2 separate regions of the Zea mays genome follow, and region 1 is linked to region 2. Evidence: chromatin contacts called from public Hi-C data. All regions are on one chromosome and are shown on one strand. Each heading gives the region's core, a stretch centred on a gene start, on an enhancer-like site or on the middle of the called end of the contact. The rest is flanking DNA. Distances are from core to core; before and after follow the strand shown. Region 1 holds the start of LOC103652819 (leucine-rich repeat receptor-like serine/threonine-protein kinase BAM1). Region 2 has its middle 37 kb from the start of LOC103652819.

What was found. A called contact is a pair of places that touch in the nucleus more often than the background predicts.
Region 1: a contact with region 2 is called in a Hi-C map of ear, with 4 times the contacts expected there. The contact joins the promoter of LOC103652819 here to the enhancer-like site in region 2. A contact is called at or near these places in 7 of 25 Hi-C or Micro-C datasets (ear, endosperm, leaf and 1 more).

What each region holds. Positions count from the first base shown.
Region 1 is chr4:11,266,980-11,271,348 of Zm-B73-REFERENCE-NAM-5.0, reverse strand. It overlaps LOC103652819 (leucine-rich repeat receptor-like serine/threonine-protein kinase BAM1), which reads right to left and starts at 2,379. Exons shown (of 2, transcript XM_008679799.4): 1 at 1-2,379. The coding sequence starts at 1,845.
Region 2 is chr4:11,229,475-11,233,825 of Zm-B73-REFERENCE-NAM-5.0, reverse strand. No RefSeq gene overlaps it. Among protein-coding and RNA genes, the nearest start is that of LOC103652819, 37 kb to the left of the region's middle. Within about 2 kb of position 2,020, at least 11 of the 20 cell types and tissues checked have an H3K27ac peak or open chromatin away from gene starts, as enhancers often do. A contact at or near this core is called in ear, endosperm and tassel, where this site is marked.

The DNA of each region.
Region 1 (4,369 bases), core at 1,130-3,629, 37 kb before region 2:
GCCCGCGAACGCCGTCGCGTTCAGGTACCCCAGCTGCCCCGTGTCCGGGAGCTGCCCCGACAGGTCGTTGTACGACAAGTCCGCCGCCGTAAGGCTGCTCATGGCCCCGATCGCCGCCGGGACCGCGTCCTCCAGCGCGTTCCGCGACAGGTTCAGGTAGTTCAGCACCCGGATGCTCGCGATCGCCTCGGGGATCACCCCAGACAGGTTGTTCCTGCTGAGATCGAGATACGTCAGCTCGCCGCACCGCCCCACCGCCCCAGGGATAGGCCCCGACAGCACGTTGCCGCTGAGGTCCAGCTTCACGAGCCGCCGGAGCTCCCCGAGCTCCGCCGGCACGGCGCCACCGATCCGGTTGTTGCTCGCAAGCAGCGTCTGCAGCGCGGTGAGGTTGGCCAGCGTGCTCGGCAACGGGCCGGACAGCAGGTTGTTGGACAGGTTCAGCTGCGCCAGCTGCAAACTGGACGCGCTCGGGCTCGGGTTCGGGTTCGACGGCACGGCGCCGGAGAGCAGGTTGTTGTGGAGCTCCAGCAGGCTGAGCCGCGGCAGGTACAGCAGCCCGGCGGGGATGCTGCCGTTGAGGTAGTTCTGGCCGAGCCGGACCCGCGTGAGGCTCGTGCACGTGCCGAGCGAGCCGGGGATGGGCCCGAAGAGGAAATTGTTCATGAGGATGGCCGTGTGGAGCTGGCCGGACGCGCAGAGCGTCTCCGGGATGAAGCCGGTGAGGCGGTTCGAGGACAGGTCGACGAGCCGGAGCGCGGCGCTGGCGCCGAGCCCCGCGGGGACGCGGCCGGTGAGGTTGTTCATGAACAGCTGCACCGTCTCCAGACGCGGCAGCGCGGCGATGAAGTCGGGCACCGGGCCGCGGAGCCGGTTCAGGAACAGGTTGAGCAGCTTGAGCGAGGTGAGGGACGCCAGCGAGCGAGGGACCTCGCCCGTGAGCGCATTGTTGGAGAGGTCCAGCGCGGCGAGCGACGTGAGGTTGCCGAGCTCCGGCGGGATGGGCCCAGAGAGCTGGTTGGTGTGGAGGAAGAGCGTGCCGAGGGAGGCGAGCGCGCCGAGCTCCGCCGGGACGCGCCCCGTGAGGCCGCAGTTGGAGGCGTCCAGCACGGTGAGGCTGCGCAGCCGGCCGAGCGCCGGCGGGATGCCGCCGTCGAACACGTTGTAGTAGCCGAGGTAGAGCTCCCGGAGGGTGGTGAGGTTGCCGAGCTCCGGCGGGATGCGCCCCTGCAGGTTGTTGCCGTTGAGGGACAGGTACTCCACCGCGGGCATCGCGCCGTACGCCGCGGGGATCTCGCCGGTGAAGTAGTTGCCGCCGAGGTCCAGGTACCGGAGCCTCGGGAGCGCGGCGACGCCGAGCGGGAGCGGGGCCGAGAAGTTGTTGTCGTAGGCGTCCAGCACCTCGAGGCCGGGCAGCGACGCGAAGTCCCAGCCGTCGTCGAGGCCGCCGCCCAGCTGGTTCCCGGACACGTTGACGTGGCGCAGCGCCGGGAGCGCCGACGCGGCGACGGCGCCCACGATGCCGTTCCCGGCCAGCGAGATGGTCTCGAGCGCGCCGAGCCCCGTCACCCGGGCCGACACGGGCGTGCCGTCCGACACGTTCATGTTGGCGATGTCGACGGCGACCACGCGCCCGGCCGCGCAGCGGACGCCCGCCCACGCGCACACGGACCCGGCATTGGCCACCGACCACGACCGCAGCGCGCCCGGGCGGCAGCTGAGCGCGGCCTTGAGGGCCAGCAGCGCCATCGCGTCGCCGCGCAGGTCGCCGTTCCCATTGGCGTTGGTGGACAGGAGCGCGAAATGCAGGAGCACGAGCAGGAGCAGAGGTGGCGAAGGCCTCATCGGGGGGTGCCTCCAATGTTTCTTTCTTTTTTCTTTCTCCGGGCGCTTGTGAATTGCGGCGGGAGGCTAGTTAGAGGAGTTGAGCTGTCGGCATTGGCGTCGGCGTTGGAGGTTGTTTAGCAAGCAAGCTGGCGAGAGTGAGTGAGAGGAGGAGTAAAGGCATGCGAGAATCTTGAGAAGCTTCACAAGAAGATGGAGTGGAGGCTTGAGAGTGAAGCTGGGAGGTGGAAGATGATAGTGTCAGGAGAGCAATCTAGGGGAATATGTTCGTTCGCTCGCTCGCTGTGGCAACTGCAAGGCAGGGGAGGGGGGGTTGGCTTTTGAGATATATATGGCGTCTGGATGAAGGGTGTCTAGTAGACTACAGAGCAACGTACTACTCTGATCTATCTAGCTAGTGCGTCGCTCTGCTGCTCTGGTTCAATGGTGCTAGTGGTGATCCTCTTGCTCGCTATCTCATCTCCTTTTGCTTTTTCTTTGGGAGGAGACGGAAGCAGCCATGGCAAAGGTGGCAAGTGGCTTGCACTGTGGTAGGGAGTTTCTAGCTTTGAATTCTCCAAGGACATGCATGGTCCCTTCGGCAGGGGGTTGTATTCTGGTTCGTTCAAATCTTTGTGCCATTGGTTTGGAGGGTATTTGGAGGAAAGGCTTTGTTTGAATTATGATGGCATCGTCGCCCGACACGAAAAGAGGAATGCACTCCGGTCTCCATGGCATCAACGTACGTGAGCCGGCCCTATGAGTTTCGGTAATGATTATGGCGCAAACAAAAGAAATGGATCGGGGAGATCTGCACTCCTGGGTTTGTCGCATTGCTACGAGCCTACGAGTTACGCGGCCCGCCGCAGTCACGATGAAACCTTAGCCATGGCACGCACGAATCAAACATCATCTGCGTCCTAAGACACGAGTAAGATGATGGAAGCACCCTATTTTGCATTACCTCACTTCCACCACGTGAAGTTCCACAAAACAAATCAAAAATTTGCAACTTAACTCTTTAATAATTTGTTTTTTTCTATATATATGGACTAACAGATGATAGATCGATGTGAGGGTTGTAAAAGTGTTTCTTTGCATTCCGGATGCAAAGAATTTTTTTTTGGAGGGAAAGAGAGAATGAACTGGGAAAACAAAGAAGAACCAATAAGTAACTTGTGTAAAATTAGTTAGTTGCTCATGTGTCGCTACGATTTTTATATATATCGTATATAATTTTGTTTTGTATAATATAAACTAACATCAGTTGTACTTGTTAGATACGAGTGCTCTCTTTCTAGATACGAGTGCTCTCTTTCTAGAGACCACGATAGATGTGTTAGATACGAGTTGTACTTATTCGAATCCCGATAGATGTGTTTTTTTTATTTCGCTAGCGCATGGGAACACTTTATATTAGTAGAGATGATAGAGGTGGGTAATTTTTATTAATTTTAACAAACTTTATTTAGTGGAGAACTCATCACTAAAATGTTGAATATGTTTATTCGAATCTAGATTTTCGTGCGTCTAAATTACTTGGCTAATTTTTCATGAAGTAAATCTGTTTTTTTGTTGGATCTAGAGCTGCTGTAGTGTGCAAACAGACTCTTAGATTGGTTACTCATGAGGTGAAGCAACAAATCTAAACCCAAAACTAAAAAAAATAATACTCTATCCTTAGCTCACAGAGAAAGAGAGATGCTAAAGTTCAGTGATCTGAATGGGCAGGAAGGTAAGCAAAGGAAAGGACAGGTTCCTCCATATCACCCTGCCATCCCCCCCATAGCCACGACGAAGTGGGAGGCAGGTGCAACTGCAGCCCGATGCCATGGCAAGACGATGCGAGCGCGGCCGGCCGGCTAAAAAGCGGCGTTCAAAGGCTCCGGCTGGCTGGGACACGGGACCCTGGGGAGGGGGGCCAAAAGAAAAGAAAGCAAAGGGAGGTGAGATAGACAAAGCGGCCGATGGTGCTGGTGCCGGGGTGCGCCGCGCTTGACCTCCATCCAGTTCGGCAAAGCGATGACGCGAACGGGCGCGGCCGGGCCAGCGGCAGCACGCCACGGACAGCATGCAGGAGGGCTGGCAAGCTCCGCCTCCCTCCGGTCACAAGGATCTACGCAGGATGGCCGAACGGTGCAATCGGAGCGAGTTTTAATGGTGCATCTTTGAGCCGAATGACATTTGAAGTTGAGCACCGGCTATCGTCTCTGCTCCAGTGCAGTGCTCCTCAAGCACCAGCAGGCAGCGGGTGAGCAGGATCCCGATCGGTGCCAGATTTCGAGGTGACCTTGCTGCACCGCAGATGTGTAGCATAAAAGGCAAACCGCCGGCGAGCTCCCGCTGTATAAAAACAGGAGGTTAGTTATTTGAATGCTTCCAAAACTATGAACATTTCAAACGTAAATCATAAAAATCTCGCTAGCAATTTAATAGATTCTGGTCACCATCTTAATACCTCCCCCTACTTTAGTCAAACTAAATGTCAAACTAAATAACTAACCTCCTGTTTAAAATATAAAGTAACTAGTTGAGTGCCCGTGCG
Region 2 (4,351 bases), core at 771-3,270:
GCTGGCCGGCTGCGACCGCGACCGCGACCACTGCCGCACTACGCATCACCGCCGCCTGCGACGCCAGTAGCCCAGTATGCATCGCTAGCTCTGCAGCCAAGCTTGGCCGATGCATGCAGCCGGCTGCAGCCAGCCTGCAGGCATGGCCGGCCTGCACCCTCTGCGGGGCATGCAAACTACCAAGTGCTTGGTGTGGGCGCAACAAGCGGTGCAGTGGATACATACAGTGGTGGTGCCACTGCAGCACAGCGTACAGTGCGTACGTTGCTTCGATCCACATCGACTAGCCGGTCCGGCGATGATCATGGGCGAATCATTGTGTCTGGTCCGGCGATGGCATGGCAGGCACGGCGGACGACGCGGCCGGGGGGGGGGGGGGGGGGGGGGGGGGGGTGCATGGCAATGATGACTCATGACTGGTTGATGAGGGGCAGCTTAAAATTCATGCGTATGGTTGGTGGTGGGCGGGCGGGCGTGGTCGCCGGCGCCCAGTCGCCGGAAGATCTAGAGCATTGCATTGCATGCTGCTTTGCAATTGCAATGCAGGGGAGAGGAGGATTCATCATTGTCCATTGCAGACACTAGAACTCTGCATGCATGCATGCATGCGTGTTTCAGTCATGGCAATCGATGGCAGCAAGCTGCCTTGCATTGGAGTTCTCGCTGCCTGCCACGCATGATTCTCGAAGCGCCGCCGACTCCGGCGCCCATTCCGCCATGCAGCCATGCAGGGATGGACAGTACTACTACACATCCCTCAGCCCTCACCTGGGTAGGGTAGCTGTGCTTTTGTTCCTGGAAGAGGATGGGAATGGGAGAACTTTTTTTTTTGGGTGCAGGAACATGGTGAAGTAAGTATATTTCAAGATCGTTTCGCAAGTCTATGAATTTCGACAAAAGAAATTTTTTTAATGATCGGCCATTTCCAGCGCAAAGACTGAAACTGAGGGCGCCCCATTAGTATTGCATTATTATATATGAATCTGTGTCCAGTCGTCGACGTCTCCATCAGTATTGCATTATTATTACGAAGTTCGAAGCTGATTTAACAAAAAAAATATGGTACTCCCTCCGTTTCTTTTTAGTATCGCTGGATAGTTTAATTTTGCATTATCCAGCGACAACTAAAACGAAACAGAGGGAGTAGTAGATTTGTAGCCCGTCCAGCTTTTTTTTCTTATCTCCCCAGGAAGTTTCCAATGGAACAGCTGCTTCACATGGTTGCATGAGTATGTAGTTAGTATAGTTCACCATATCCTACGCATGCACGACAATCGCGCAAAGCGTGGTGGAGTGGCGTCCCAACAATAAAACAAAAAGGAATCTTGGAAGAAGCGTTTGTTAGTTCGCAAAAGCGCAACGAACAAGACAAGCACATGCATGGTACTCTCGGAAAAAGGAAAGGCGAGACGAATACAGTGATCCAAAAACCAAACTTACACAGTAGAGAATCACAACTTGAAGGCACTACTGATCTCTGTGTATATGTGAAAGTGAAAATTGGCCATTGTCTCTTATTCGGCCTCAAAATATTTTTCACTATAGCATTCTTGCCGACCACTATTTAAATTTAATTAACTTTATAAAGAATATTAGCAATATTTATATCACTGTCAGTTTTATGCCTTATTCGGTTATTCCCGTTAACATGGATTAGATGAGACTGGAAAAAATTAAGAAGAAGTTTGACATGTTTGGAATTTAAACTCACCTAATCCCACTCAATCCACATAAATTGAGAGCTAACCGTTAGAATCGATGGCGATAAGTGAAATCACCGAGAGTAAAAATGAGAGAGAAGTGAGTGACTAAAGAACACACGGAATGTAAAAGCAAGTGAGATGCGCAAAGATGGAGCCTGCAACTTCGGATCGCTCCACCGTACGCACCGCTTCATCAAATCAAAAGGAAAGTAAAGCGGGGAAAAAATGTAAAGACGTGCATGCTGCATGCTGCATGCATGTTCCTGCATTGGGCCCAGCGAACCCCACAGAGCATATCGGAAAGCGTGCACCTGTATCATATGTGTTTCGTAGTATAACCGTATCCGTATGCATATCATATCCGTACTCCCTCGTTCGTCTCTCCCTCTCTCTCTTGCACTTTCTCGATCTTTAGTTTTTGCTTGTGCTTTTGCAAAGCTAGTTCCCTCCATGGCTCTCCATCCTCTCTCTCTCTCTCTCTCTCTCTCTCTCTCTCTCTCTCTCTCTCTGCTTTGCCATCTCTTTTCGTCTGTCCACAGTACTGTAGTACCGTAGCTAGTGACCACTGACCGGGACGACTAGTAGCTAGTGTGGCGGTGGTGCTGCTGCTTGCTCTTCGCGCGCTTTTCTGAGGAAAACTACCGCGCGTCTCCACCGTCGGGCCGGGGCAAGGGAAGAAGGCGCCGCTTTGCAGAAGCTCCCTTTCAATTCCTTGCATGGGGTTAACCCCTTTTGTATCTACTGTGCATGGCTCAGAACACCACATGTGCATCGATTACACGTCTTCGTCTTGATTAGTACTTTTAATAGAAAAATCACGGTTCACATGCATGGATCTACTACTTCTACTTGACAGCATAACAGAAGTTTACCATCATGATATAATAATTATGTTTATGGAAAAGACATGCGTGCATGTAATCCATCACGACGTACACATTACATTAATTATCCCTACAACAAAGTGTGACACATGCACTTTGCATATAATATATATATATATATATATATATATATATATATATATATATATATATATATATATATATATATATATATATATATATATATATATATATATATATATATATATATATATATATATATGGCATATCTTCACGCAGAAACAAATGATTGTAACAATTGCATGTGCAAATGGTTTTCGTTCACGGACAATAATCGAACTCAATTTTCAGCTATGGTTTTAGAAATTGATCCTGCATTGTTGATTCTAGAACTACAAAGCTATCAGATTCCGTTCTAACCAAGACTAACAAAAAAAATAAAATCCTTTTACATGACCTTTGCAACCACTCACCAAGACTAACAAAAAAATAAAATCCTTTTACATGACCTTTGCAACCACTCAAAGGCAGTTCACATAATAAGGAATTCATTTTTAGAGATCACTAAATTAGTATCATACATTAAAAAAAGTCAAGACCTAGTTCTAGCGACATGAGCAGACAAAACGAGTTTTTGCCGAGTGTATTTTTTTCGGCACTCGGCAAATAAGCTTTTTACCAAGTGTTTTTTATCTGACACTTGGCAAAGAGCTTTTTTACGGAGTGTTTTCTTTTGACACCCAGTAAATAATTTCTTCTTTGCCGAATGTTTTCTTTTTACACTAGGTAAATATAATTTTCAAATCACATTTTGAAGCAGTAAATTAATTTCAATGAAAAAGGTTTTAACTATAAAGTTGTATAACTCATCAAGATGTATAATTTTTATTTTAGTCATTTCTTCATAGGACAAAGTAAAATAAAATTGTTCACAAAACTTACATATCTCTCTTGTAGTTTATGAAACTACAAGAGAAATGTATAAGATTTGTGAACAATGTTATAACCACCATGTTGGATGAGCAAATGATCAAACAACCAAAACAAACTTTGTAGATCTTGAGAAGCTATAGAGTTTTGTAGTTTGCAACCTTTTGATTTGAAGTCATATTGTCAACAAAAACTACGTCTGAATTTTAAAAATATAAAATTCGAATATCCCAAATGGCCTCATCAGATGGAACGACCAAAATGAAAATTGTAGGTCTTGAAAAGTTATTTAAATTTAAAGTTGGTAAATTTTAAATTTGAAATCATCTTATCATATACAAATACGTTTGAAGTTTTCAAATTGAAAAGTCAAATTTGGTGAACAATCTCGGATGAAATAACTATTAAAATGAAATTTGTAGGTCTCAAAGAGTTATGCACCTTTGTAGCTAACAACTTTTTCAGTTGAGTTCATTTAGTGCCTGAAAATAATCAATTTACTCTCGGTTTGTTCTAATACATAGGGAATAAATGTGATACCCGGTTTGCAAAGAGGAGAAGTGGAGGTTATTCTTTTTGTTCTTTTTCCTCATTTGGGTGATGCGCTTTGGGAATTTGGAATTTGTGGAAAATATTCACCTGTAAGACAGTAGATTTTTTTGGTTAGTTGTTTGCGACGGGGTCGGGAGCTGTCACATGGGCGAGTTGGGCCTTGAACCTTGATTCGGCCCATTAGTCTCCCCTAACCCTAGCCGCCCCCTTTCCCCTTGGGATTTTTGCAGCCGCCCCCTTCCCCTCCCCTTCCTCTTGGACGTCACCCCTCCCCCCTCTCCCATCTTCTTTCTCCTCAAACCTTTGCAGCCCTCACCACCC